Regions from separate parts of the Mus musculus genome. Here all the other regions are linked to region 6. Evidence: chromatin contacts called from public HiChIP or PLAC-seq data. All regions are on one chromosome and are shown on one strand. Each heading gives the region's core, a stretch centred on a gene start, on an enhancer-like site or on the middle of the called end of the contact. The rest is flanking DNA. Distances are from core to core; before and after follow the strand shown. Region 1 has its middle 59 kb from the start of Rbm43. Region 2 has its middle 21 kb from the start of Gm13490. Region 3 holds the start of Rif1 (replication timing regulatory factor 1). Region 4 holds the start of Rbm43 (RNA binding motif protein 43). Region 5 holds the start of Tnfaip6 (tumor necrosis factor alpha induced protein 6). Region 6 holds the start of Rnd3 (Rho family GTPase 3). Region 7 holds the start of Nmi (N-myc (and STAT) interactor).

What was found. HiChIP or PLAC-seq counts read pairs in DNA pulled down with a chosen protein or histone mark.
Region 1: an H3K27ac HiChIP or PLAC-seq map of VIP interneurons shows a contact between it and region 6, with 8 times the contacts expected there. The contact joins the enhancer-like site here to the promoter of Rnd3 in region 6. A contact is called at or near these places in 1 of 39 promoter capture datasets (maxillary cranial neural crest) and 13 of 115 datasets of contacts at active chromatin or transcription factors (SST interneurons, VIP interneurons, bone marrow-derived macrophages and 9 more).
Region 2: an H3K4me3 HiChIP or PLAC-seq map of neural tube shows a contact between it and region 6, with 5 times the contacts expected there. The contact joins the enhancer-like site here to the promoter of Rnd3 in region 6. A contact is called at or near these places in 4 of 39 promoter capture datasets (3T3-L1-derived adipocytes, hippocampal neurons, maxillary cranial neural crest and 1 more), 2 of 15 datasets of contacts at CTCF or cohesin (both in the NIH/3T3 cell line), 2 of 484 Hi-C or Micro-C datasets (cerebellar granule neurons and cerebellum) and 11 of 115 datasets of contacts at active chromatin or transcription factors (VIP interneurons, craniofacial prominence, differentiating embryonic stem cells and 8 more).
Region 3: a contact with region 6 is called in an H3K27ac HiChIP or PLAC-seq map of embryonic stem cells, with 3 times the contacts expected there. The contact joins the promoter of Rif1 here to the promoter of Rnd3 in region 6. A contact is called at or near these places in 11 of 39 promoter capture datasets (the 3T3-L1 cell line, 3T3-L1-derived adipocytes, cranial neural crest and 7 more), 6 of 484 Hi-C or Micro-C datasets (cardiomyocytes and embryonic stem cells) and 16 of 115 datasets of contacts at active chromatin or transcription factors (astrocytes, cardiomyocytes, embryonic brain and 8 more).
Region 4: an H3K4me3 HiChIP or PLAC-seq map of embryonic limb bud shows a contact between it and region 6, with 6 times the contacts expected there. The contact joins the promoter of Rbm43 here to the promoter of Rnd3 in region 6. A contact is called at or near these places in 12 of 39 promoter capture datasets (cranial neural crest, embryonic stem cells, frontonasal cranial neural crest and 6 more), 1 of 15 datasets of contacts at CTCF or cohesin (the NIH/3T3 cell line), 5 of 484 Hi-C or Micro-C datasets (the N1E-115 cell line, embryonic fibroblasts, embryonic stem cells and 2 more), 23 of 115 datasets of contacts at active chromatin or transcription factors (the NIH/3T3 cell line, bone marrow-derived macrophages, craniofacial prominence and 15 more) and 2 of 9 other capture datasets (adipose tissue and liver).
Region 5: a contact with region 6 is called in an H3K27ac HiChIP or PLAC-seq map of embryonic stem cells, with 4 times the contacts expected there. The contact joins the promoter of Tnfaip6 here to the promoter of Rnd3 in region 6. A contact is called at or near these places in 2 of 39 promoter capture datasets (embryonic stem cells and hippocampal neurons), 1 of 15 datasets of contacts at CTCF or cohesin (the NIH/3T3 cell line), 9 of 115 datasets of contacts at active chromatin or transcription factors (astrocytes, differentiating embryonic stem cells, embryonic limb bud and 3 more) and 1 of 9 other capture datasets (adipose tissue).
Region 7: an H3K4me3 HiChIP or PLAC-seq map of stem cell-derived neural progenitor cells shows a contact between it and region 6, with 4 times the contacts expected there. The contact joins the promoter of Nmi here to the promoter of Rnd3 in region 6. A contact is called at or near these places in 3 of 39 promoter capture datasets (embryonic stem cells, hippocampal neurons and liver), 2 of 484 Hi-C or Micro-C datasets (pro-B cells and uterus), 6 of 115 datasets of contacts at active chromatin or transcription factors (astrocytes, embryonic limb bud, embryonic stem cells and 3 more) and 2 of 9 other capture datasets (adipose tissue and pancreatic islet).

What each region holds. Positions count from the first base shown.
Region 1 is chr2:51,873,996-51,878,074 of GRCm38.p6, reverse strand. No RefSeq gene overlaps it. Among named protein-coding and RNA genes, the nearest start is that of Rbm43, 59 kb to the left of the region's middle. Within about 2 kb of position 2,709, at least 8 of the 459 cell types and tissues checked have an H3K27ac peak or open chromatin away from gene starts, as enhancers often do. A contact at or near this core is called in VIP interneurons, where this site is marked.
Region 2 is chr2:51,751,342-51,755,234 of GRCm38.p6, reverse strand. No RefSeq gene overlaps it. Among named protein-coding and RNA genes, the nearest start is that of Gm13490, 21 kb to the right of the region's middle. Within about 2 kb of position 2,039, at least 38 of the 459 cell types and tissues checked have an H3K27ac peak or open chromatin away from gene starts, as enhancers often do. A contact at or near this core is called in VIP interneurons, cerebellum, embryonic basal ganglia and 2 more, where this site is marked.
Region 3 is chr2:52,070,296-52,074,293 of GRCm38.p6, reverse strand. Rif1 (replication timing regulatory factor 1) reads right to left here and starts at 1,457. Exons shown (of 36, transcript NM_001355415.1): 1 at 1,428-1,457; 2 at 1,041-1,157; 3 at 1-47. The coding sequence starts at 1,144.
Region 4 is chr2:51,932,977-51,936,863 of GRCm38.p6, reverse strand. It overlaps Rbm43 (RNA binding motif protein 43), which reads left to right and starts at 1,701. Exons shown (of 5, transcript NM_001141981.2): 1 at 1,701-2,032.
Region 5 is chr2:52,036,716-52,040,906 of GRCm38.p6, reverse strand. It overlaps Tnfaip6 (tumor necrosis factor alpha induced protein 6), which reads right to left and starts at 2,794. Exons shown (of 6, transcript NM_009398.2): 1 at 2,638-2,794. The coding sequence starts at 2,731.
Region 6 is chr2:51,147,671-51,151,440 of GRCm38.p6, reverse strand. It overlaps Rnd3 (Rho family GTPase 3), which reads left to right and starts at 2,330. Exons shown (of 5, transcript NM_028810.2): 1 at 2,330-2,716; 2 at 3,130-3,217. The coding sequence starts at 2,567.
Region 7 is chr2:51,971,667-51,975,632 of GRCm38.p6, reverse strand. Nmi (N-myc (and STAT) interactor) reads left to right here and starts at 2,425. Exons shown (of 9, transcript NM_001141949.1): 1 at 2,425-2,724; 2 at 3,006-3,045.

The DNA of each region.
Region 1 (4,079 bases), core at 1,460-3,959, 730 kb before region 6:
AGTTGAGATCAACCTTACAAAGTAAGATTCTGCCTCAAATAAACAACAAATAAATCCCCTCAATTACACAGACAACAAGTACATGGATTTCATAGCTGAAGGGCCCCATTGCTTCAGGTTCCCTCCATGAAACATCAGGACACTAGGGCAAGCGCATGCTTGGGTTTAGGTAGGGTACAGGAGCATGCATAAGGCCTCTTGGCTCTATCCCTCAGATGGGAGACAGCAACAAAGCAGGCTCTCTGCCTTAGACAGAGGGACTGAACACAGAAACAGTGAGTAAAATTCTATCAACAGGACGGCAGCAATGCTAGAAACATCAAGATAACATAGGCAACTACAAACGAAATGAGTTCCATGGGAATCCCTTGGCTGGGTAGTTTATTAAGCTGTATTTTGTCATCCAAATTCCTGAATCCTATTAAAGGAGAGGGAGAGAGAGAGAGAGAGAGAGAGAGAGAGAGGAATGAAGGAAGGAGGAAAGCAGGGAGGGAGAGTGAGAAAGGGAGATTCTTAAGACCCTTTAAAAGTTAGCATCTTGCTTTGCTACTCAGTCTGGTCTCAAACCCACAGACTCCAGTGAATCCCCAGTCTCTTGCCTCAGCCTTCTGAGTTACTGGGATTGCAGGCACACACTTCCATCCTGCTTGCTGTGTTTAAATTGTTTAAACTTCAGCCGTTGAAGTTTCAGATATATAAGCAACATGACATCATCAGTCGATGCTCTCACCAACACATGCATACACAGTTGACCACACTGCACTTCACCATTGATGAACCAGTGATTATGCATTGCCATGAACTCAATATACTTAATCACACGTTTTTTTTTTTTTTTCCTTTCACCTTTACTAAATGCTGTTTTCTGGTCCAGCATCCCTTTGGATGAGGATATGCTATCTACTTTGTTGCTCTGGGTTATGACAGAGTTGTGACATAAAAAACCTTGCCTTGTTATTATGATGGCTCTGAGAAGGAACGACCAGACATTTGCAAGAGGGACCCGCATGACAGTGCCCTCCTCATCACGGCAGTGGCTGTTTGCCTGACTACCAGAATGAGGTTGCTAGCAGGGTCTCACTGTGAACATTGTCAGCTCTGCTTCCTCTTACTATACAGCCTTTGAAAGGCATCACGTTGTCCAGTCTGCACTTCAGTGTGAATGCTGTGTCTCACTTCTGTAACATGGAATAGCTACATGCAAAGATTTTTTTTCTGCACAGTAGGCAAGTCCTTTTCCCACTATTTATGCAAAACATATTTAAATGAGTGAATATTGTCTCAGGGGTAGTTATTTTATGATTTGGGTTATAATTTGACGAAATTGTATTTGGTTATATATTTCTATTTTTTTTGCTATGCACTCCTTTCACTGGGGGCATATTCACTGTACACTGTGCTAAGTTCCATATTGACAATTATTTCAAGCATGTCATATACTTTGTTCATATTCACTTTAGTCGCGTCCCACTTGACCAGCAAGAAAGACGCAACCACCGGTTCTTTTTTAAGCAGTTTACTCAGGCAGCTACTTACTTAAAATCCCCCAGCCTCTCTAGTTACAAGTGTTTTTCTCCACTCCAGCCACAACCACGCCCCCACCAATCACCACAGGTCACATCACCTCACCAGGCAGGCTCGCTCAGCCAATCAGGGATTAAGGGCGGGCCATCCACCAAACATGGGCTTGTTTACTACCTGGAGCAGATTTCCATCCTGCTGACCTGTTTACAGCCTGAAATGGCTTCCTACACACTTTGTTATGCTTTTTTTCTGAAACATTTATCTCAGAGATGTTGTGTCAGAAACCCGTAATATTCTTTTGTTGTTGTTTAACTTTTTATTGATTCTTGCACCCTAATCCCACTCATCTCCTTGTCTCGTTGTATCCACCCTTGCAACCTCTACCCCCAAATAAAATAAAATAAAATAAAATAAAATAAAATAAAATAAAATAAAATAAAATAAAATAAAATAAAAACCCACATCTAGTCCTGGAAGGTGTAGTGTGTCCCACACTATACCCTTTCGTTCCCACTTTACTTGCAAACGTTCTTTGCAGTGAGTCATTGGTCTGGTTGAGACCTTTGGCTTCTGTTAAACCATCTATACTGGATCCTTGCAGGGGCTCCTCGTGTTGTTGTTCTGGGTCTTGGAGATCCTGAGGCTTTGGGTCTGCAGGACTGGCCCTTTCATGGGCTTCAGCAGATCATTTATGGCATAGATATTGGGGTGGACCAACTCAAAGCCCTGGATCTGGGCCTGGGAGGTAGGTGAGTTAGTCAGCCTGCCAGCTCTTCTGCCCCTGCACCACCAACACAAGCTCTCCAGCACTGCCCGGCTTAATGCTGCAGCTGGCAAGGGTCAGTGCCAAATCTCCCATGCTCAAACTCTCAGGGCTGACTGCCCTGCTCCCCCAGCAACAGGGTCAGCTCCACTGTTCTGCCCAGGCGAAGTTCAGGGTCGCTCTCCTGAGTGCTGCAGCCAGGAAGGGACAGGGACAGTTTGCCAGCTCAATTGACCTCAGCGACAGACAGACATCTTACCTGCTGCAAAGTGGGAGGGAATCTCTTCTTTGCCCACCCCACCCCTCTGCAGACAAGGGGCAGGACCAAGCTCATCTTTTCAGGCAAGCTCACCCACTCTGCTGCCATCAGGGTCAGCTCTACTGTGCTGCCCAGGCAAAGGCTGGGCCCGGCTCAGCACAGTGCCTTAGGAGGCAGTCCAGACCAGGGACACGTGAATGGACTTTGGTGCTAACATGGGCCTAGAACATCAACACAGACCCAAGTGCCATAGGACCATGACATGGACATGACTCAGCAGCAGCAGCAGCAGCAGCAGCAGCAGCAGCAGCAGCAGCAGCAGCAGCAGCAGCAGCAGCAGCAGCAGCAGCAGCAGGAGTCTGGATGTCCCCATAGCCTCAGGTGGAAGCACGGGCCACTCGGATCAGCAGATCCCCGATCAGCATTATCTCCCTATGGTAGCATGACCCTCAGTCATCCACACAATCTCTGGTGACAGCCCAGACCATGGACATCTGCTTGGCCTTTGTGGTAACTCAGGCCACAGACATTGACAAAGACCCCAGCTGCAACAGAACTGTGGACTCAGACATGGCCTTTGGCTGGACCTGGCCAGGACCTCTTCATATCCACTGGTTCCTCTCCACCATCGAGTTTCCAGTTCCACCTTTCTTCACAGTGCATGGACCCTTTGGCTTCACTTTCCTCCCATTTCTTCACTGCATACTTTATCTTTCCCATCTCCCCATCACACATTCCATCGCACATTTGTTCATCTTAGTGTGGTCTTGAGCATTGCTTGGGTGTTTTCAACCTTTTCTTCTGGCCTCCCTGGGTCAATGTGGCTGGGGCGAATACTTCAGTATCTTTCTTCTGGCTGCTGTTAATTTCTTGTTAGTTTTTTTTCTTCTTAATCCCTCATACCCTCTTACCCTCCCTCCCTCTCTCCCTCCTTTTTCCTCCCTCCCTCCCTCCCTCCCTCCCTCCCTCCCTCCCTCCCTCCCTCCCTCCCTCCCTCCCTCCCTCCCTCCCTTCCTTCCTTCCTTCCTTCCTTCCTTCCTTTCTTCCAGGACTTGCTATATAGCTCAAGGTGGCCTGGAACTCACTATGTGTCTTAGGCTGACCTCTAGATCTCAGTATCTCAATGTTCTTGCCTTAGCTTCCCCAGTGTTGGGATTACCAACCCTTGAGACCCAGAATAGACTTGCTGCTTTTCTTCTCATCTATAGCCTCCAGTCTAGATTCTATAACACATAAAATTGGTGTAGTGACAAAATTATTCTCCAACTTGTCCACAAGCCATAGACTTTTATTAGAATAAATGCAGCCATTGTTTTGTGTAGAGCAATGGAAGCTATTCCACAGAGGGCATGGCACCCATAAAGATCTTGGGCTGCTCACATGCTGTGATGCCATTTCCCCCAGTCTGTTCAGTGGAGGTGAATTTATGCTGTGTATTTAACTGAGCTGGTGTGGAACCTGAGGCATTAGGATGTTCAGATGTTCTGACTGGCAGAAGACTCACCTGCCTGGCAAGCAGTAGCTATACAAAAG
Region 2 (3,893 bases), core at 790-3,289, 600 kb before region 6:
TAGCTGAGTAGTACTCCATTGTGTAAATGTACCACATTTTCTGTATCCATTCCTCTGTTGAGTGGCATCTGGGTTCTTTCCAGCTTCTGGCTATTATAAATAAGGCTGCTATGAGCATAGTGGAGCATGTGTCCTTCTTACCGGTTGGGACATCTTCTGGATATATGCCCAGGAGAGGTATTGCTGGATCCTCTGGTAGTACTATGTCCAATTTTCTAAGGAACCGCCAGACTGATTTCCAGAGTGGTTGTACAAGCTTGCAATCCCACCAACAATGGAGGAGTGTTCCTCTTTCTCCACATCCTTGCCAGCATCTGCTGTTACAAAAGTGTTTCTATTTTTTATAAGGGCACTAATTTTATCATGAGGAAGTCACCTAACTAAACCTAATTGCAGAGGTACTATTATTGATTTACTGATTGACCCCGTATGGAGGTCTGGAGTTGCAACATGAATCGCAAGAGGACATATTATATCTGTATCACTGACGCTTATGGCATTTCTTCAGTGTGTGTCCTGGGATTCAAGACCTATCGGCCTTGGTAGCAAGGCATACCTGTGAGTAGAAAGGAGGGACGTATGGTGAGAGAGAGCCGGGGACTGTCTCATGTCCTCCCCTTACTTTCAGAAGCACCATTGGATTCCGCTGCAAACGGTTTGCTAGGGATCACGGAAAGGGTGAAGTGTCACTAAAGACCACGAAAGGCATTGAAAACTTCCCAAAGCAACAGGACGCAGAGGGAAGTCCTTCCAGAAGTTAGATCCTCCCTGAATGCTCCTCTTAGGAGTGTATGGAATCCCTGCTTCTGCCCGCCCGATTGATTTAGGCGTCTATCTCTGAGAATTTCTCTTCAAAGTTCCACAGACAAATCTGTTCTCACACAGTGGGAAAACACTCCACACCCAGGACTCTGCGGTTGAGACAGAAGCGCTTCCATGCTCCAAACCTTTGGGTTTCAAAAGGAAATCTGTGGAGCCTATATTTCCCACAGAGGTCAGAACAGGGTGTCAGATCTCTCAGAAGTGCCCTTTCAGATGGTTGTGAGCTGCCATATGGGTGCTGGAAATTGATCCCTGGTCACCTGGTCTCCTGGAGGAGCAGCGAGCACTCTCAGACACGGAGCCACCTCCATAACACTAGTAGTAGAATCACATTTAGTAGCTTTTGACTTCCTAACCCCTGGCAGAAATTTCTGAAGGCACTCTGAGGAAGAGTCTGGGTATTACATGTCCGGTCCTGCCCTCATCCAGCCCTTTCCTGGGGCATGGTCCAAATGCAATTGTTTTGAATCTTCCTGCGAGTAACAGTGATTATTGGCACACACTGGTGCGTGCAGGACACACCCCTTCCACCCCACCCTGTCTGCACCTGCCTCTGCCACCAGTAAACCACAATTCTTATGGGGAAATGGAGGTGTTGAGACATTCCTACAACTCCCTCGTGGGGTTGTTGGCAAGGTTCTTCTCTGCCAGTGGACTCTGCATGCTCAATTATTATGTTAAATAGAAGCAATTAACTCTCTGCTTTTCAAACAAAGGTCCTTCCCAAATGACAGGAAAAAGAGGGAGGGGAAAACTCAAACCAAGCCCAAATGGGTGCACTTCTGACTTAGACACATCTGTAGCTGTTTCCGTGGGCTGAGAAACGAGCTGTTTGGATCTGCACTCGTCTTAGACAGATCTGTTTCTTCCCTAGCCTCTGGCCTGAATAGAGATGAGTTAGCTGGAGTTTGTTTTTTTCAGTACCGTTGTTACTGACTCCCAAGATGCCACGCTAGTGTGTCATCTATTTCTAACACGTTTGGATATTCCTTACTTCTTAGTTTACATTTAAAAAAGATCATTCGGTGGAACCCTGGGAGACAGTGCAGATGTCAAATAATATTGCCTGACTTTGCATGACAATATCTCATTTTATTCTCTAATTTAGTTTAATTCAAAGCAAGGCTAATGTCTGTGAAATAGCCAAGGCAGAGACCAGCTGGGAAACTGACTGGCATCGCAAGCCTCACTCGGATTAACATTTCAAAAGTGACGCCATATGGTGTAGGACTGTGGGTTTTATGGCAAGGACACTGAATGCTGGATATGGCAAAGGAGCACTGACCACCCTGCGGCACCTGCTGGAGGGGAAAGGAGCAGAAGCCAGCATGGTAGAAATGTGGCTTTCACTCCAGGCTGGCTTTCATGCAGCGCTAGAGCAGACGTCCTTGCCATTTTACGTGCAGGACAAGTGGAGTCTGACGTCAGGGTCCTGTTTTCAGATTGTTTTGAGTGCTGAAACCATCCCCCAGAAACCAAAGTAAGTACCCTGAAAAGGTTCTGGCTGGAAAGATCCAGGCACATTTCAATGTCATTCATGCACCAAAGCATCGAAAAGGTGTCATAAATTGTGCTGAGCATCTCTTCAGTTTTATACTTGTATAAACTAGAAACGTAAGTGTGATCAATACGTTTCCACTCATTTGCTGTTACTTTTTCTCAAGTGTTATTTGTCATAAAGCACAAGATCCACCCAGGGGCCATTTCAGCCGTTTTTGTCAATCTGGTACAGCAGTCTCCCTTCCCAAGCCCAACTTCTTCTTGGTGGGTGGAGCCAGACTATTGTGAAAACTGTGTTAGATCATGCCGAACAAGGGAAGAGCAGGTCTGGAGAGCAGGAGGAGGAAAAGGAAGAGGAAGAGGAGGAGGAAGAGGAGGAAGAGGAGGAGGAGGAAGAGGATGAGGAAGAGGAGGATGAGGAAGAGGAGGAGGAAGAGGAGCAAGAGGGAAAGGAGGAGAGAGCAATTTGGGGAATTAGATATCATGAAGCTTATAAATGAGCTTTTCAATTATCAAGTGAGTTTTGAATTTACTCTAAAGTTCATAGGATTTTAGTTTGTTACTTTATAAAAACCACATTTAATTTACTTATTTAACGTGTGTGGGGTGTGCACATACCACGATGCTGGTGGGAACACTTGTGGGGATCTGTTCTTTCCTTCCCCCTCGTGGGCGGTTGACTGTAGACACTTTAACCTCCTGAGGCATTCTCTCTTATCTGGTTAGATTTGTAATGAACCGCTCAGTTGGAGTGTTGTCTTTTGGTGATTTATTTTCTTCTTAGGTTTGACTTTGTTGTTAATGGAATTTGGTTTCCCTGGCATCTAAATGATGGGAAATGTTACAGTTCCTTAAGGGAGGAGAATTCAGTATATGGTGAACTTTGCATCTATTCTAAGCCTCTGTGGGGAGTATTCTGCTCAAAGAAGGATACACACTCTGTGTCTGTGTTTGTCTCTGTCTTTCTGTTTCTGTTTCTGCTTCTCTCTGTGTCTTTCTGTCTGTCTTTCTGTCTGTCTTTCTGTCTGTCTTTCTGTCTGTCTGTCTCTTTAAAAATCTAGGTAGTCTTTTTTCCTTTGTTTTCCCAAGGGCAATTTGCTTTTTATAAATACTTAATAATTAAGCTGGGTTTTGTAGCACACAACAGCTGTGAGTCCAGCACTCCAAGAGGCAGAGGCAGGAAGATCAGGAGTTGAAGTCCAGCTTGGGCTACATGGACACCTTGTTTGAAAGCCCCGAAAACAAATGAACAAACCAGCAAAAAAACATCAAATGAATACATAAATAAAAAAATGGAACTCCCAATCTCTTGAATGTAGTGTTTTCTTTTAATATTTGTTTTGAAATTATTTCTAATTTGGCCTGATGTGCGTACAGGGAAGCCCCAAATACCCTTCACCCCCCTTTTGTCAATGTTAACATCTTAAGTGTAATACAATATCAAAACCAGGAAACTGACATTAGCATCATGTACACAATGCACACACACACACACACACACACACACACACACACACACACACAAACACACACTCATGCAACAATCACCATAATCCAGATACAAGCTGGCT
Region 3 (3,998 bases), core at 208-2,707, 920 kb before region 6:
TCTCGATTTCTGCAATGACTTCTTTTCCTTCTTCTCCAGTCATACGACTTTAAAGGAAATAGAACATAAGCTTAGTCGAAAGCATAAACAAACAAACAAAAAGTTATTGCCATCACTTTAAGGATTACTTTCAGGGCTGGAGAGATGATCCAGGGTAAGAACACAGAGAGGCTCTGGCAGAAGACTGGTGTTCAATCCCAGCACCCCTATCGTGGCTCACAACCACCTGTAACTCCAGTTCCAGAGCCATCCAACACCTGGAGCCGCAGGCACTCTAACTCGTAACTGGCTTTTTGTTTTAAGTTTTTAAAGACGACTTTCAAGCCCTTGGAATTAACCTCTTTCTTTAAAAAGTTTAAAGGTATAGAGAAAAAATGTTTTAAGTTAGACCACATATAAGCGGTAACTTGCCTCAAAGCTTTTTGGCCTCGAAAACGTATTTTTTCTTTTCTTTTTTTGTAATTTTTACATGAGAAAAGAAAGTGGGAATCCCTTTCCCTAATCATGTTTTCTAACTCAGAAAATACGAAAGTTTAACAAAATTCAGAAATTTTTCTAAAGCCTTTCAAATAAGTCAAAACGGGGTTCCTGGCTCTGCTTTTTTTTTTTTTTTTTTTAAGCCAATTCTGGGGCCGGTTTGCTGACTCGCGCACCTGTAATCTCAACCACTCCGGCAGAACCACAAGTTCGAGGCCGGGGTCGGGGGATGAGCACTGGAGCGAGCCTGAGCCAAAGACCCTAACTAAACCCACTAACTCCGGATCGCCAACTTTCCCACGGCGTCCGAGGTTCGCAGGGCAAAGCCCTGCTCTCCAAACGCCTCTCGACTCCAAACTTTTCTTTAAAGGCTTTCCCGTCTGCGGGCCAGACAAAAAAATACAGAACCGCTCGTCCCCGAAGAAGCCCTCGGACGCCGCCGCTGCGCCCCGCAACGTCACTCGGCAGGCAATGGCCCGGTGCACCCCGAACTACCCGCGTCCGCCGGGTCCCCACGGCTGCCCCGGCTCCCGCCCCGGGCTCGTCCCCCCGGCCCGCCTCACCTGGTCAGAGTTAGGTAGGCGTCCGTCTGCTCTCCCGGAGGCACCGAGGGGTCTTCCCAAGTCTCCAGAAGCGGCTCCAGGGGGCTGCGACCTGGGGCCGTCATGTCGGCCGCCACCCTGCAGCGAGGCCGGAAGACACCCAGTAACCGGTGGCACGGCCCGCGCGGCGCCCTCACCTGCACGCCGGGCCGCGCGCTCGCAGGCCGGCCTCCCGCCTGCCCGGCTCCCGCCGCCGCTTCCCAGGCAGCACGGCCGCGAGGGGGCAGAGGCGGCGCCGGCCGGGCCGAGCCGAGCCTCCCGCTCCTCACCCCCCACGCGGGAAGTCCGCTCCGCAGCTCGCCGCCCCGGGGCCCGCCGTCCGCTCCCGGCTCGCGCTTATTTACTCACGCGTGCAGCCCGCTCCTCCACGACCAAGATGGCGGCGGGGGGCGGGCCCAGCGGCGCGCGGGAGCCGGGCAGGCCTGGCGGGAGAGGCTCGAGCCAATCCAACGGGCGGTGGCGCGCCGGGCTGCTCGATGGCCTGCTGCCCGCCCCCGCCCCCGCCCCCGCCCCCGGAGCACCTCGGGGGGTGTGTATCGCCTCCAGCCCGGGGCTAGAGATGGGTGATGTAAATTAGTGCCCCACTCCACCTGACTCCAGCTACTTGCTCAGCCGACCAAGTTTGCAAAACTCCAGTGCTTCCCAAAGGAGCCCACAAAACCATTTGATTGAGAGTGAATGGCAGGCTGTTGGGCTTGTTTTGTTGTTGTTTGCTGCTGCTGCTGTTGTTGGGTTTTTGTTTTCTAGAGGTCCACTTGCTAAACCTAGCTCTCTGCCTCTAAGCCCCAGCCCAATGAGTAAGTCGGAGGTGCCTCAAAAGCCACGCATTCAAGCTTTGGTCTGTGACCTTAGGAAATTGACTTCATCTCAGCTTCTGAGAGTGGGGACTAGTGGCAGCACATTTCTTAGCGGGGGGGAGGGGGGGAGTGTTGCTAAAGGAGACCCATGGCGTGCATAACAAAGGCCTGGAAATGGGCGGTATTGATTTGCAGATTTCAAAATACCGCCCTTCAGCCTTGAGATTCCTCAGAGGCAACTGCCTAGAATTGGTTTACTTCCATTGGACCCCAGGTGTAGAGGGGTGACGGTGGCCCTGGGATACACAGGTGCGGCAGAAACGACAGTAAACCCTTAAACAACGTGGTAATCATTGAAATCGTTTCACGTGCCTCTCAGCACTCTCCACAACCCGCAAGATTGTTTCAACTTTAAGCACAGAAGGTCAGGGAAGCAGGACCTAGTGGCCCACGCCTTTACTCCCAACACTTAAACTGGCTAGGCAGACAGATAAAAGAGTTCCAGGACAATCAGAGCTACATAATGAAACCCTGTCTTTAAAAAAAAAAAAAAAAAAAAAAAGTAAAAATAACAACAAAGAATAATAGGGCCACCCAGAGCCAGGCTCTACTAGCGAATTTGCCTGGCACACTGAAGCCCTAGGTTCCAACCTCCAGTCTGCCGCTTGTTCTCAACAACCCACCAGCACCTAACTTTTCCCTGTGAGAAGCCCATATTTTAAATCCCCCTTTTCAAGAATTATGGGTCAGTTAAGCCCGGTAGTACACACCTGTTTCCCGGCACTCAGAAGGCTGAGGTAGAAGACAGCTCCGGTTCCAGCTCTCACTGACTTACAAAGCAGGCCCGTCACAAAAGTCAAAGCAAATATTGACAAGCCTTCAGCTTCATTCAGTGGGAGTGGGGAAATCCGTGGAATCTTTCCGTCCTTTACCCCACCACCACCCACATTCCTTCCATTGAGATTTAAATTCTCCTGACCCCGGGTGCTCAAACACAGAGATCCTCCAACCTCCCGCGTCTGGGGATTAAAGGTGTGCACCACCACACCCAGCTCTAGATCTCCTAAAATGACTTAAGTTTCTGCTGGTTGGTCCAAGGTACTGGGAGCAACAAGTGTTGCTTTTGTAAAATCGTTGAGCTCCACATGCAATTTTACTAGGCTAATGAGTTCTCTGCTCTTTGGTGTTTTCTATCTCATAGAAAAGGGTGAAAGATTAGAATCAAAACAAATTCCCTTACCCACACAGACTACCTGCAAAATTTCTAGAAAATTTAATCAACACAAATCTGTAATCCCAACACAAGTCTGAGGCAGTAGGATTGATGTGAGTTCCAGGACAACCTGGGCTACATAATGAGAACCAGGCCAGTCAGAGCTACATAGCCAGACTTTTTTTTTTCCCTCTTCAAAACGAGGCAGATGTGGTGCTGCATGCCTTTCATCCCAGCACTTAGAAGGAAGAAGCAGGAGGATCTCTGACTCTGAGATTAAAGCCAGCCTGATATACATAGGAAGTTTCCAGAGACTCAGAACTACATAGAAAGACTAATTTAAAAAATAAACAGGCAGCCGGGCGTGGTGGCGTACGCTTTTAATCCCAGCACTTGGGAGGCTGAAGCAGGCAGATTTCTAAATTCGAGGCCAGCCTGGTCTACAAAGTGAGTTCCAGGACAGCCAGGGCTATACAGAGAAACCCTGTCTCGAACAACCAAAAATAAATAAATAAGCAGGCTTGGTGTTACACACCTTTAGTCCCAGCACTCTGGAGGGAGAAACAGGCAGTTCTGCATGAGTTCAAGGTCAGCAGAGTCTACTGACTGAGTTCCAGGACAGCCAGGACTACACAAACCCTGGCTTGAAAAACCAATAAAATGTTTTAAAAAATTATATATACACATAAAATTAAATATTAATAAAATTTAACATATATCAGGAAGAGTCAGAGCCAGGCATAGTGGAGTTCCATGCCTAGAATCTCAGCACTTGGGAGAAAGATCAAGAATCCATCCTCCAGCCGGGCGTGGTGGCGCACACCTTTAATCCCAGCACTTGGTAGGCAGAGGCAGGTGGATTTCTGAGTTCGAGGCCAGCCTGGTCTACAAAGTGAGTTCCAGTACAGC
Region 4 (3,887 bases), core at 452-2,951, 790 kb before region 6:
TTACACTTTATTAGACATTCAAATTGGCATAGTGGGGATGTGTCAGCATGGTGGCATCAGCTTGAAATCCTAGCACTTTGAAGGCCGAGACAGGAAGATCTGGAGATAAACTATAAATTGAGGAACTATATAATTACATGGAGAGGAGACCTATCTCATTCTGTCCTAAAATCTTCATAGCTGTGAAGTACCATCAAGTATGTAAGTAGGTCCTTTCATTGGTGAGCTGAGTGGACTCCTCACTACAAGCAGCATATATTCATTTCTGTCCGGCCTCTTGGGGTCACTCATGCACTAGTGTTGGAAGGGAACTTCCAAGAGTAGAGCTGCTAAGTTTGAGGATAATTGCACATTTACACGCTTGCATGTCTTTGTATTTTGATAATGCTAGAACAGGAAGACCTTTACCTTAGTCACGGTAAAGGTCACGGCTACCAATCCTACTGAAAAGAAGAAGAGCATCAGAACAGCATACTAATTTTATTAATAGCTTATCACCATTGAATGTGACACAGAGGTCATCCGAGAGAAACAGCCAGAGGCCCGAAAAATACAGTTTTTATGCTCAAGGTAGATAAAGATTGGACAGCTTTGGGAACTGTGACTGGACAGAAGTTCGCTTTCTTGTTCTGGTTTGCTCTCTATTGCTGGATAAACTCCATGACCCAAAGCACCCTGGGAAGGTCAAGGTCTATTTTGGTTTATAGGTTACAGCAGCGCAAGCCAGGAACCTGAAGCAGGAGCCTGGCGGAACTGCTGCTGACCACTTCCTGTCTGCTCACTTTCACCTGCCTAAGGATGGTACCGCCCACAGGAGGCTCACCTCTTCTGCATAAATTAGCAATCAAGAAAATGCCACACTCCAATAGCGGCAGTACACCCCTTTAATTCTAGCCAAGGCAGGCAGATATCCCTGTGTTCGAGGCTAACCTGGTATACAGAGCAAGTTCCAGGACAGCCAGAGTTACACAGAGAAATCCTATCTCGAAAAACCAAAAAATGAAAAAAGGACAGAAAATGCCACAGACATGCCTACAGTACAGAGGTAGTTTCTCAGTTGAAGGTCCTCTTCCCAAATTAATCAAGTTGACAGTCAAGATTAGCCATCCCAGCCTGTCTGGATTCATCTTTGCTCTGTGCAGCATTCCTTAATGCGGGAATGGGACTTCCCTCAGAGAGAGGGGAGTATGTTTCATAGCTTGTTTGGGACGAGAGGTGTCTATTTTATATGACCCAACGTTGGGGAAGAAGAATCCTGTTTTCTGTGACTGGCTTAGGGTCAACAAAAATGCAGGAGAGAGTCAGGAAGGGGTCAGAGGGACTTGGCTTCAGGAATAGGGCAAGCTAAAGTGCTTATGTGGGGAGCTGTATTCTGAGTCCCTGAGAGATGTCCAAATCTTTAGAAATGTTTGCATCTAAACTGGTTTGTGGGATCTGCTAATTTGAGCACACCGGTTGAAAATTGGTATCTCCCAATTTCAGTTTCTATTTCTTTACAAGGGAGTTCGTGCTCTGCTTTTGCCTTTATATTTCTTTGATTTTACTGGGCTAGATTTCTTGTGTCCCAGGCTCCAGGGCCATTCGGCCAAGTGATTGAGTTTTGTGGGCAGCAGGGTACCTTCTTCATGTGCTCTGCGTTCCACCGGTGATGAGCCTGGGCGGACCCTGCTGGCGGGAAGGAAGTGTCGGGGATCGGGTTTGAGAATGCGCTGGAGAGACGGGGCAAAGCCTAGGAATGAGTTTGGAGAGAAGCCCAGATGCCCCTGGGGCATCTTGCACAGGTACCTCAAAGGCGCCAAGGGACCGACCCAGCCGGGCTCCGCCCTTCCAAACTGAGTCTCCAAGGAAACGGAACTGGAAAGCGAAAGCGGAACCCGTTCACCTCCAGTTTAGCGCTCCCGCTGCTCGAACATCTCCGAGGCCTGGCAAGTCGCTTTTCCCCGGGTTGCAGTGCAGGAAGGCGCGCCGAGGGTCCCGGAGCACGTGTCCTGCGCGGTCGCGCGCCCCGAAGTGGCCGTCACGGGCGCAGCAGGTCTGGCTCCCACGCGTGGGGATACGGCCTCTTTTCTCACCCGCCCCTGCTCAATAGGCAGGGACTCACGGGTTTTGTCCGGAAGGTGGTTTGGGCGGGACTGCGGTTAGGAGTGGGGGCGAGGACAGTGACCCAGAAATGGAGGCTAACTACTGGAAGGAGCCAGTAAGAAGTGTCTGAGCTGAAGGCACTGGCTTGCTGTCCCTCTCTCCGTCAGAGCTAGGCCTTTGACCAGGGACCCGGGGTTTTGCCTAGATGACTGTGTTTTGGAGCTGTTACAGTGAGTGCGTGAGTTTCTATATATATTTTACCTGATTTTGTGTGTGTGTGTGTGTGTGTGTGTGTGTGTGTGTGTGTGTGTGTGTGTGTGTGTGTGTGTTTTACTTGGTGAGAGTCAAGGTATAGTGCATGAAAATAAACTATTGAGAAAACAAATAGAAAACAAAACAGCAAATGAAATATTTCTTCTTAGTGCCACACTTAAGAAGAAAGTGTTACTTTACACCACTGTCAGTCTGTCTGTCTGTCTCCCTCTCTCTCCCTCTTTTTCTCCTTCCTTCCTTCCTTTCTGACATCAAGGCCAGAGCTTCTTAAAGCAGAGCATGGAAACTGTAAAATGGCACCACACCTCTGCTGAAATTCCCGTATTTCATAGTCTTTGAGTGGATTGTTTTTCTTCTTCACTGTGCACAGAGGAAGACAGGTCATTCTCTGCTTATAACGGGTCTCAGGAGAAGGCATGTAGCCACATGTCCTCAGACTTAAGTGAGTTAGTGAAGAAAGGATGTGCAGGACGTTGACGAGACCACGGAATGAAGTGAGGTCTTGCAGAACAAGGTGATTCTAAAGATAACGTGTGCGTAGACACTTGAATTAAGAAACGCATTAGTGCTGATGAGGTGTGGAGCTCTCCTGAGCTTAAATGGATATTTGTCTTTGATATTGATGAATGGCTGGAAGGTCTGTAGTTCATGAGCCACTTACCAAGGAGGCTGGCGTGGGCTGTCAGGGAACTGTGCTGCAGAGATAAAAGCCAGGAAGTCACACAGGCTGGAAGTCTGAAAAGTTCCTCTTGTAAGGGAAATTGCATTAAGTGTCTGAGGACTAGACTGAGGTATATTTTCATCTTTTCACTATACCATCTAGAAGACAAATAGTTTACTTCCATTAAAGTGTCTTTTTTGTCATATACCCAGTAAGTTTTAACTTTTTACAGTTTTGAGAATTTTATCTTCAGGAGGTCTCCCTTTGCCTTGTATTCGACCAACATGAGCCATGCCCCCCCCCCCTCCCCACATCCCTGCCCCAGCTTTGTGTGCTGAAAACAACTTCCCCCTGTTCCTCTCCCCTCCCTCCTCCCCCCTCCCCGCCCCTCCTCCTCCCTCCCCCTCTTTTTGGTTTGGTTGTCCAAGACGGTGTTTCTCTATGTAGCCTTGGCTGTCGTGGAACTAGCTTTATAGAGCATTGTGACCTCACACTCATGGAGATCCACCTGCCTCTGCCTCCCAGTGCTGGGATCTAAGGTGTGCACTGCCACTGCTCAGCCTGAAAACTTCTTTTTTCTTGATATTTTGTTGTCTCAACTCCAGTTCTGCCCCAGCCTTCAAGGCCTCTCATTCACAGAGCCTTTCGTGCTTTAGCCAGAATTAATCTTGCTTCTTAATCCTGGATGGCCTTTACTGTAGTCTTACAGGATTTTATTGTGGGTGGTATGTGTTCGAAATGAGATGCTCTGTTTCCTTCTGTAGAGCAATATGGTTTTTATGCAAACCGAGCTCCTCTGAAATGACGTAAGTGACCTTCTTATCCTTGAGCTAGAAGTCCCCACTGGATGAATTGTCAAGCCCCTTGAATG
Region 5 (4,191 bases), core at 1,545-4,044, 890 kb before region 6:
AATAATTTATGATGAGGTCTCACTATGTAGCCTATGCTTACCGTGAACTCTCTATTGTCCTCCCTCAGCCTCTGGAGTCTTGGTGATTGCAGAACTTCTTCCTCAGGAACAGGTCTATATGAAATTGTTTTGATTGTTTGCTCTTTTGTTTTGTTTTGTTTTGTTTTGTTTTGTTTTGTTTTGTTTTCCTGAGACAGGGTTTCTCTGTATAGCCCTGGCTGTCCTGGAACTTACTCTGTAGACCAGGCTGGCCTCGAACTCAGAAATCCACCTGCCTTGTGCCTTCCGAGTGCTGAGATTAAAGGCATGCGCCAAACACTACCTGGCGACTGTTTGCTTTTTTGAGACAATGTCATTTTCTAGCTCTGGCTGACCTGGAACACACTATGTAGACCAGGTTGGCCTTGAACTCACAGAGCTCCATCTGCCTCTTAAGTACTGGCATTAAAGACATGCACTGGCATACTTGATTCTGCCCAGATAATTATAAACAAAGCCTTTTATGTATGTATTTTTTAACTTTGAATGTTAATTTATTTTGAGGCAAGTTTTTTTCTGTGTATTCCAGGCCAGCCTGAAACTGCCAAGAACTAGAAGTACAAAATCAGGACCATTATTATTTTAAAGTATTATCTGTTATTTAAAAAAATATTTATAGATTTAGAATTTTCTGCTATCATGACAAAACTTAATACAACAAAACTCTAACTTTTAAAAGATACATGTGTCTAAAACTATTTTATTCATTTTTCTCTTCTGCTATTTAATTTTTAAAACTGAAAAAAGGGTTTTTTTTTGTTTGTTTTTGTTTTTGGAAATGACAACAGTGGACTGTAGGCTCTGCCTTGTGCTGCTTTTTTTTTGGGGGGGGAGGAGTTAAGTAACCTTGCAGACATCACTACTTGAGCCTCAGTTTCTTCATCTAGAAAATGGGAACAATGATAGCAGTAGCCACCTATCAGGACCTTATAGTATGCCTTTTGCAGATCCAGGAGGAAGACAGAAAATAATTGATCTCTGTCTTCAGTGTTCAGTTTCGAGACCCACATTGACTGATTTCTCGTGAGTCTGTTCCTTTCTTGGTGAGTTGCCGTTAAAGAAATTAGAAGTCACAGAGTTCAAACGTCCTGTTCTTCACAGTTGTTACCAGATCCTTCCCTTTGAACCCAGCTCTCTTTTCTCCCTGAACAGTTTCTAATATTATATTGACCCAACCAACTGTAACCAATTTGTGCTGGGCTGACTAGTCAGTAATTCGTCCCAGATTGAAGCATTTGACAGGGTCTCAAGCCTCTGTGCTGTGCTCCTCACAAAGGCTGGGCTCGCTTCACTCCACCTTCAGGGCAGAACTGCTTTTTACTCAGGTTTACAGTTCTGTAGCATACACATTCAAAACATTACAAAAACAATGACTTCAAATCACCCCAACCCAGGAGAATTTGACAGCCTTTCAAGATCTCCCCACATGACTTCAATTCCTACCAGCTTTATGGTGTTTCCCCATTTCTGACGAATGTGTCTGTATTACCTCAGTTGGATTGCATGTACACGTCTACCAAATTTCAGAGCCCATCTTGACCAAATGGTCACACTGCGACTAGTTTCGGCTCAAGTTGGAAAAAGAGGCGGCAGGGCTGTGCATTTCAAATCCAGCTAATGAGATCCTCATGGCTGCAGTTTCTACCACAGAGAATACTGCTGAGAGGGAAAAATAGTCTACAGCCATGTGTTGCCTAGCAAGCAAAAAACCAAGATCTAGGTTGATTTTGCTTTGTCTGTTTTTTGTTTGTTTGTTTGTTTGTTTTGTTTATTCTGCACAAGAATAAGATGATCCCTCCAACAAGCAATCAAAAAAATTCTCTACTAAATACAATAATGAACAAAATGTAGCATCCAACTTAAATGATAAGGATTCAAGTGTTGTTCTGAGTGCTATAATGGGAATTCTGAGTTTTCTGTGTTAATATTCATTTGCTGGTCTTTTGTTCATCTTCAGCGTTTAGCCCAAGTCATTCCTTACACTTAACAAAAACAGCAAAAAGAACTTTCCCCATTTAACCAAAGGTCTAGGAACGTACTCCCATGACAGAAAGAGCCAAACCTGATGAACGTACTAAAAAGGACAAAGCATTTTCATCTTCTTTCCTGCACCAGCCACACTCGAGCCTTGTTAGAACAGTTGAAAGACAGAAAAGTTAAGCTGTACCCTGTAGCTCAGAGTCCACAGAGCTCAGAGATGCTGCAGGTCAGCCTGCATCATCTCACCTAAAACCTTACTGCCAGTGCAGTGGGAAAACAAAACAAAAACGTTATAGTAGTGTTTTAGTTCCATAAAGAAATACCCACCAGTCAGCGACCATATCTGCTTTGAAATCTTGAAATATATTTTTACAATGTTAGCACATCTTAACCTCTTTTTTGTTGTTGTTGAACAATATATTGTATAAAAGGATAGCCTTCAATTTTAAAAGAAAACTTTCTTTGTTTAATGGCATGCCAGTCACTGTCTCTCTAAAGTATTTTCTGTGAAAACACCAGCTTTGAACACACTAGAAAATTTCACTCCTTCCATTCAGTCCTCTATGATGTCAATGGATCGATATTCCCAACATGAAGCTCGCGAGTGAAGTTTCTTACCAAGCCATATGGAGTTATGAAAGATCCCGTTCTTGAATCCCCATCCGTGAGCCTCTTCCCACAGCAAGACGCATAAGCAAAGGAGGACGACCATCTCTTCGGTTGCAGAGCCGGTTACAATGTCGGGGCTGCCCACACGAAATTCTCAGAGCAGCGGCTGGAATGCGGCTGAAACATCTGGTTTCCACATCTTTTAAATAGTTTTTTTCGGCTGTGAGGTCAGCATGTATTCTCCAATGGCACTTTCCGTTGCGGAGTTACACAATTAGTTCAGTGTCTGAAGCAAGCCCTCTGACTCATTTGCATTGGCAACCAGAACGGAGGGCGGGGGATGAGCATCTACGTTTTAAAGTCTCTTTCTCAGAAACAAGTTCGTTTATTTCTGTCAGTCACCAGCACTTTTCAGTTAGAAAGTTTGTGGCGTTTGTTGCAGATTAAGAAGCGGTAAAAAAAAAAAAAAAAAAAAAGCCGAACTCCAGCGGAATTCTCTGAGAAATCCTGAAGGTCCTGTTTGAATTGTTAATTTGGGAGTCTGTGACTTGACCCTAATCTTCGTGGTCTTGAGTGTGATAGTATCGCTTTAGTTTTTGCTATACATTGCCAAATAAGTCTGTGAAGATTTATAACAAAGGTACAAAGGTGTATGTAGCTTGGCAAACCCAGCAAGACAGGACCCCCCCCCCCCGTAAATACACCAGTTTTGAGAAAAGGAACCCAGTTTGAGAGTCTTAGGACATTCTTGGACTATCTAAATATTTCGCTATGTTAACACAAGGCGTATTTTAAGTAGTTAGATACTAGCAGGTTTGAAGGACTCCTGCGGGGTGGGGGGTGGGGGGTGGGATGGCTAGACTCCTTACAGTCATAGCCTGCATGAAAATAGGCGGGAGCTCTTCACTACTGGTCAGAAGAATAGGATTTCGGTCATATTTCTGGTTCTGGGGGTAGACATGGCATCCTGAACTGCCTAGAAAGTCAGTCATTAATGGGTAACTAAGCCTGACTCTAGGAAATTTAAGATTACTATGTAGCAAGATTACTATGTAGCAAGAGGCTTGTCTGATACAGACCAGCCAGGCCCAATGGTACGGGACTGTAATTGCAGCAGGCCTGACCTACAAAACGGTCTCTTTCCAGAGATGCTTATGTGCCCACCCACTCAGCCTGTCCTCATGCCTGTCACTCTGGGCAACTTAATGAGACTGTCTCAGAATAAGAAAAGGAGACCGACTGTGGGAGAGGGAGAGGGGGAGGGGTACGGGGAGGGGGAGGGGGGAGACAGCTCAGCGGTAGAGCATGCCTATAACATGTGTAAGATCCTAGGTCCAATCATCAGTACCAGGCAGACACAAAGATATACCATACCATCCTCTTTCCTGTCAGAATCCACACAAACAGGCTCATCAATCATTTGAACACCACAAAGCCTCTCAGAAAAAACATCTGTTAAAAAAAAAAAAGCCAAAAAGCAAACAAAACAAAACAAAACAAAAGCCCCATGCGGATTGTGGTAGTAGTATCTCTGAACCTTTTGGCTATTGTGTACTATTTCTT
Region 6 (3,770 bases), core at 1,081-3,580:
GGTGCTCAGATATAGCTTAGATGATAAATTATCTGATGTCCAGTTCATTAACAAGTCAACTCAAAATAACTAATAATTAATTGTAGGTAAGGTGACTTTGACCATATAAACTATATCAATTCAGGAATGTGGCAGGCCAAGTCATCTCTCTGGAAGGGGAAGTGTCATAGGTTAAAAAAGAGAAAGAGAGAGAGAGAGAGAGAGAGAGAGAGAGAGAGAGAGAGAGAGAGAGAGAGAGAGAGAACAAAAATGTGCCCACTTCTTATTAGTAAGTCGACTAATGAATCCAGGATTCACCCAGACATGAGACTTGGTTCTGGGCAAGCAAGTGGGAGCTACAGGGAAATACCAAGTACAGGCAGGCGCCATTGTCATCTTCTTACCAATGTCTTCATGAAACCTATTTTAAAGAAGATAAAGCTAAGGCTTACAGAGATGAAATGACTACTCCAGTGTCACTTAGCCAGAAGCTGTGAAGCTCATGGCCTAAATGCATCTTTGTCTGAAAGCCCCCACTGCTCTGCCCAATCTCCCTCGACCACACAAACAGCTTGAGGAGCATTTCCCGCACTAGGAAGACTAGGGAAATGCTAGGGTAAACTCTATGAAGTTCACATAGGATACTTTTCCCTCTGTGACATGACAGTGCAACCTAAGACTTTAAGAGATGATATTGGGGCAAACGAATAAAGCTCTGCCAAGCAAATTTTGGCAAATGCAGACATATGACCTCGGCCAGCTCTGCCCTTTCCATGGTCAGCCTGTGTAAAACACACCTATCCCCAAAGATAGATTCAGGACTGTCTTTAGGGGACGACTTCAAGGTTCTCGAGTCTGAAAGAAGTAAGATAGCATTCTAGGTCCTGTGATTTCATGATTCTAGTAATTCACTACATATTCAGTCACTATACTTTCCTTAAAGGGTTGTGTGTGTATGTGTAAGTACTTATATGTATGTGTTTAGTATATGTGTGGAAGCCAGAGGTTGTTTATCTTCCTCAATTTCTATCTACATTATCTTTGAGTCATGGCCTCTCACTGAATCCTGAGTTCCTCAATTTGACTGGATTGGCTGGCTAGCAAGCCCCACGGATCCTCTGGGTCTGTCTCAGGAGTGCCTCCTTATATGGGTGCTGGTGGTGAAATTCAAGTCGCACTTGACCAAGCCCTTCACAGGCTGAACTTTCTTCCCAGACACCTTCACTACAAATTTAATAACTGACGCTTCCTGGCTGTCGGGGTGACTGGCAATGAAGACACTGTTCTCAGAAGACAAGAGAACAAACACAGTCTTGTCTGTCTCTTCTAAGACTTGTTGAAAGGGAGACTTGGAATGACTGGAGTACGTGTGTGGAGGAGGGGAGTCCCTAAATTTTCCACAATGAGCATGTGTGCTTTTTAAGTCCAACTCCTTGATTCTTAGGTGAAGGAGGGAGGGTACAGCTGAAGGGAGCAAAGAGTGCTTAGACCCCTGGTTCTAGAGCTGTCACAGAGAGAGTGGCAGTTGCGGCCAAGTTTCTGATAGTTTTTGTCATCTCTCTTTTTTCTCGCCCCTGCACCTATTCACATTATCATGTCACTCCCCAAAGCCTCCTACCTTCTCTGGAATAGCTGAATCTGACAGTTTAAAAAGCCAGTCCTCTACAAAGGTCAAGGAAAACGAGTTCTAGTGTTTGAAATAAATCATCTATGTTATTATGTACTATATATGTAGATAGATAGATAGATACATAGATAGATACATAGATAGATAGATAGATAGATAGATAGATAGATAGATAGATAGATAGATAGATAGAAGATAGATGATAGGTAGGTAGATAGATAGATAGATAGATAGATAGATAGATAGATAGATAGATAGATAGATAGATAGATAATGATTTTATGGGTTTGGGAACACAAAAACTTAGCCTTTCCCTTCCAAGATTTACTTCTGTATTATTAATTTGATTGGGAATTTTTTTTTTTATTTTCACAAATGATGACGAGGCTTCTGGAGGCGAGCCCCTTGGAAAGCAATTTGAAAGGAATCCCAATGCAAATCCATGTGCACAGATTATCTGCTTCCCCTCACCCTGGCCCTGAACAACCTACCCATCTGCAAATCCTGCCTGGCACCTTCAGGTTATGCCAGAACCTGGGTCTGCAAGCCATCCTGCACGCCACCCTAGAGGGCGCGCTGCTTACACTTTCCGCCAACGGGGCGGCCGTGCTGGCTCCCAGGCTCCATAAAAGGGGAGGAGGCGGATCGGTTTCCTTCTCTCATTGAGAAAGCGGAGCGGATTGGAAGGCTGGGCGTATAAAGCGGCGCGGAGAGCGTGAAACAAAGCAGACCGATCGGAATTGGACTTGGGAAGAGAGGCGCGGAGTCAGGCAGAAAACTTGTAGGAGAGGAGTAAAGAGCCGCTGCCTCTCCTCCTCCACTCCGCTGTGCTTAAAGGGGTTCCCGCCGGCCTTGCGATTTATTTTTATATCTGCTTTTTATAGAGAGAAGTATATATATATATATATTTTTTCTTCTAAAGAGAAAATTCCTGTTCCAAGAGAAAATAAGGCAACATCAATGAAGGAGAGAAGAGCCAGCCAGAAATTATCCAGTAAATCTATCATGGATCCTAATCAGAACGTGAAATGCAAGATAGTAGTAGTGGGCGACAGCCAGTGTGGGAAAACCGCGCTGCTCCACGTCTTCGCCAAGGACTGCTTCCCAGAAGTGAGTGTGACCCGCACGTCTTGAGGGGAGCGGCTGGTGGGGTCCCCGGTCTGGAGGACTGCGCCTTTCTCCTGCTTCACTGATTTTCTTGAAAATCTTTCTCATGCCCAGCCGTCTCTGCCGCCACACGGCCGGGAAGCGAAAGTGTCCTGGAAGGGTCTTGGCTGGGACCCGCCAGCACCCTGGGCTCTTGGCCCCAGAAACTTGCTGGTTTCAGTGTGGGAGGCCGGGTGGGGAGACCTGGGTGGGCTCTCGGGAGGGGGCTGCGTGTTTACTGTGTAAGGAGTGTGAGGTTGTTGGTGGTGGTGGTTTTTTAATTGGGGGCTTGGTGGTTTTTCAAGTGTTCGATCTACGGGTCGTGTTTTTAATAATCTCTTTGCCACCTTCCTCTTCTGTCCCTTTCGTTCGTCCAGAATTACGTCCCTACGGTGTTTGAGAATTACACTGCCAGTTTTGAAATCGACACACAAAGAATAGAGTTGAGCCTGTGGGACACTTCAGGTAAGACTCGGCACACCGCGTGGCGGTCTGAACCGGTGCGCCCGGGGGCTCGGGATCTGGTGCCCTGTCTGCTAATGTGGCTCCTTGAGGGACTTCCCGGTCCCGAGCCGCCGGAAAATGTTATCCTTTCTGGGCAGGGGCAGCAATGGGAGTGATTGTGGTCTTGGGGACAGGAGGACGCTAGGTGTCCGGAGTGACCCTGCTGGAGGAGCCTCTGGTGGCCGCATGGCCTTGTGTTGTCCTTCCTTGGAGCCGTGCCGGAGCGGGCCGCCAGGGTGGCCCAGTGCTGGAGCATACAGAGCAGCGTGGAAGCCCTCCCGCTCGCGGAGGAAGCCCCTCATGGGTGTCACCAGCCATCTGGTTTGGGGGCAGGGGCGCAGGCTGAGCTGGGAGAAGATCCCCAAAGCCTCCGGGTTGCGTGGGGTGTTCCAGGCTGAGGGAGATGGGTGAATGGCCGGAGCCAGCGCCCGTGACGCCTACTGTCAGGAATGCGCTGGTGGTGCCGGCAGCGGCCACCGCGGGGCCTCCGCCCCCGCAGCCTCTGTGCCACCGG
Region 7 (3,966 bases), core at 1,176-3,675, 820 kb before region 6:
ATGAGCCAAGCATATTCAAATCACCACAGCAGGTAAAAATGTTTGACGACTTAGATCCATCCCAGAGCCCAGATAAAAAAGCCAGATGCAGTGGCCCACTGATGTCTGTATTTCTTGTACTCCCACTTTTTGGTGGGAGGGAAAGATGGGAGGGGATCATCTAGAAGCTCCCGTGGCACCTGGCACCGTCCCCCTCGTCCCAACACTGACAAAAGCAAAGGATGGTTGTGTCTCAAAGTCTCCTCCCCACCCATCCCTTAGCTTCTCCTTAAGTCTACATCAGATTAGATCTTTGTGGTCATTCTTATGCCTCCTAGTATATATCTCCTTCCAAAACAAGGATAAGGACAGGATGAAAAATTTACTAAATAACTCATTTTTTGTCCAAAGACAAAAATTACAACTATTTTAGTTTAAAAACCAAGTTGACTTTTTGTGATTCTAGAATCAGAGTCTGACAAGTTGGGCAGATACTTGTTTCATAGATCAAAAAAGCAAGGGGGTGGCTGAAGAATGTACCCCCCAAAAACACCCAAGCATGCTGTTAAAAAACACATTTTTAGATTTATTTTTATTTAATGGGTTTGTGTTTTGTCTTCATGTATCTGCATCTCTAGTCTGCCCACAGAAGCCACAGAGGGCATTCATTTTCTGGAACAGAAGTGACAGCAGGCTGTGTGGAGCTGGGAATAGAACCTAGTGTCTCTGCAACAGAAACGAGTGCCTTTAATCACTAAGTGATCTCTCTAGCACCCCAAAGGCCGTTTTAAAGATCTTGTGTTGTAAAGGTTAAAGCTATTATTCTGCCGTGTAGAACTGGTTTGCTTAGGGACTTGGCTGTGACTTCTCAGCTGATTTCTCGGAACAATAACTTTCTTTTTGGCAACCTGGGATTTCAGCATAAGTGACTTCGCTTTTGCTCTGGAACTCAGTCCAAATCAATGACTTCTTATGAGTTTTAATTGACATATTCATGGTCCTGCTCAAATTCAGAAGAAAACCTAAGTAATACTCAGACCACTTCTTTCTTTCTTTTTTTAAAAATTTTTTTAATTAGGTATTTTCCTCATTTACATTTCCAATGCTATCCCAAAAGTCCCCCATACCCACCCCCCCCCACTCCCCTACCCACCCACTCCCCCCTCCTGGCCCTGGCGTTCCCCTGTACTGGGGCATATAAAGTTTGCAAGTCCAATGGGCCTCTCTTTCCAGTGATGGCCGACTAGGCCATCCTTTGATACATATGCAGCTAGAGACAAGAGCTCCGGGGTACTGCTTAGTTCATATTGTTGTTCCACCTATAGGGTTGTAGTTCCCTTTAGTTCCTTGGGTGCTTTCTCTAGTTCCTCCATTGGGGGCCCTGTGATCCATTCAATAGCTGACTGTGAGCATCCACTTCTGTGTTTGCTAGGCCCCCACTTGTTTCTTTTTTAAAATAAGTAATTTGTTTATTCACTTTATATCCCAACATCAACTCTTCCTCTCCTCCCAGTCCCACCCTCTCACATCTTCTCAGCCCTTCCCCATCTCCTTTCCGAAGGGGAAACCCACCCCTGTGTATTACGTCCGGATAGCCCCATTCCTTATCCAGTGCACCACTCACTGAGTGTTTGTTCTTTCTAATTGGGCTGACAACTCAAAAGAAACCCTTAACCTGTTTTAAAAGACAGGGTCTTACTATGTGGCTCTGGTGTCACTGAAAAGTAGGTCCTATCACTGCCTTCACCACCCCCACCCCCCTCCCCGTGTCCACATCCTACCCAGACAAGGTCTCTCTGTGTAGCCTTAGCTGTTCTGGAACTCTGGCCTTCAACCTTCAACTCACAGAGATCCTGCTACCAACTAGGGGCCCCATCACTTTTTTTTTTTTTTTTTTTTAAGACAGGGTTTCTCTGCATAGCCCTGGCTGTCCTGGAACTCACTCTTAAGACCAGGCTGGCCTCGAACTCAGAAATTCACCTGACTCTGCCTCCCAAGTGCTGAGATTAAAGGCGTGCGCCACCACTGCCCGGCTCCATCACTGTTCTTGATGGAAAGAATTTTGCTTCTGCCAAGTGCATCATTTTATTCCGAGCCGTTAGTTAGTATGCACAGATATAGAGCGCCACCATGTAGAAGGGAGGCCCTGATAGCTCTTTGCTGTCTTCCACAGCTCTGTGCTCATGTGCTGCCTAGCTGTGGAGTAACCAGTTCTTGATGTAGGATTAGGGAACACTGCCGTTCTTGACGGAAGCCAGCTATTTTTCTAGCAAAGGAAAAGTTCACATCTAGCGATGTGTTTGTTTACAAAATCTTCACAACAAAAACAAAGCTTAGAAGAAAACTTTCAAGGGTCATAAAATCCAACCCAGGAAGCAGCTTTCTCAGCTTCCTGGTTTATCTTGTGCTTGTGTCAAACTTTATAACCGTCTAAAAAGTTACAGAGAGAGGATTTGCATAGAGAGCTCTGGTTTCCATCCAGCTTTTCAACAGCGTGTTCCGCATAATGCACATAAATAAGCTTTTCTAAGCAGGTCTCGGAGTTACTGCCAATAATAAGAGACAGCAGCAATGGCGCCCTGGACGAAGTCCTCAGGGCATGGAGCAGAAGCATCCTGTTTCTAATAACCGAAAGTGAAAGTAAGGCCTGGGACTGAGCGCTGCTCGTCGCTGAAGCCAGGTTAGTGTTTTCGAGGTAGAGTTCAGTTCTAAGGCACCGGCTTCCGGGAGCTGCGCAGCGAGCGGGTGAGTGCTTGATCCATCCTCGGTCCGCCGCGTCCCTGCGGTCCCACCACCCGCGCTCAGGGATGCTCCACCCGGCGCGCGGTGGGCGGCGGCTTCCAGCGCCGCGACTCGGGGTCTGGGTCCCCAGTGCGCTGCCTGGAGACTCGCCCGCTCCAGGCGCTCCGGCCATGGGTTGCTTCCCTTCCTGGGAAAAGGAAACTTACAGTCATTGGGACTGGCTCCAGAAGGTTCTTAGAAAAATGGATTTCTCAGGAAGACTATTATTTGTATTTCTTTGGCAGGTGCTGAGTTCTGTAGTCCTGCCTCACTTTTTCAGAATATGTAAGTTGTTGTTGTTGTTGTTGTTGTTGTTGTTGTTGTTGTTGTTGTTGTTGTTTTTGGAAGGAGATGTTGAAAGGAGAATATTCAATGTAAGTTCTAGCGGGCACTGGTTTGGGTTAAGAGGACTCCTGCTCCAAAGGCACCCGAGCTACCTTGTGTGCCCCGAAGGAAACTTCCTGTGTCCTGTCCAGCCAGGAGAGAGGGAAAGCAGCAGGTTCCACTGGGCCAGAGAATGAAATCACCTCTCCTTTACTCCCCACAAAAAGCTCTTGAACATTCACCAATCAGTTATTCTGTTCCGGTCTCCCCGGCCCTGACTTGCAGAGAACTTAACTGTGAACCAATCAGTTCAGTTTCTGCATTTTCAGCTTTCTTCTCTGCCTATAAAGCAAACTTCTGCATAGCAGTGAAAACATTTGAGGCAACTGCTTTCTATTTACATTGTGCTGGCTTTGAACTCTTGATCCTCCTGTTACAGACCTGTGCCACTACACTCAGACAGACCACTTACTCGATTTATTCAATCAAGTGTGCCCTGATTGTAAAAGAAATTCAATTAGGATCTTTTAATTGTTAACATTGTATCCATCTTTTGACTTGTTTCTGGTCTATACAACATGGATACATTATAATTTCTTCCTTCCTTCCTTTCTTTTAATTTAATGTATATGAGTACTCTGTAGCTCTCTTCAGACACACCAGAAGAGGGTATCGGATCCCATTACAGGTGGTTGTGAACCACCATGTGGTTGCTGGGAATTGAACTCAGGACCTCTGGAAGAGCAGTCAGTGCTCTTAACCGCCGAGTCATCTCTCCAGCCCATTTTCTTCCTTCTTTATGCTGCCAGGAACTCTGTGTACCCGCCCCCCGCACCCCCCCCCCGATATAAGTATCCCTAGGAAAATGAGATGATTTTTTTT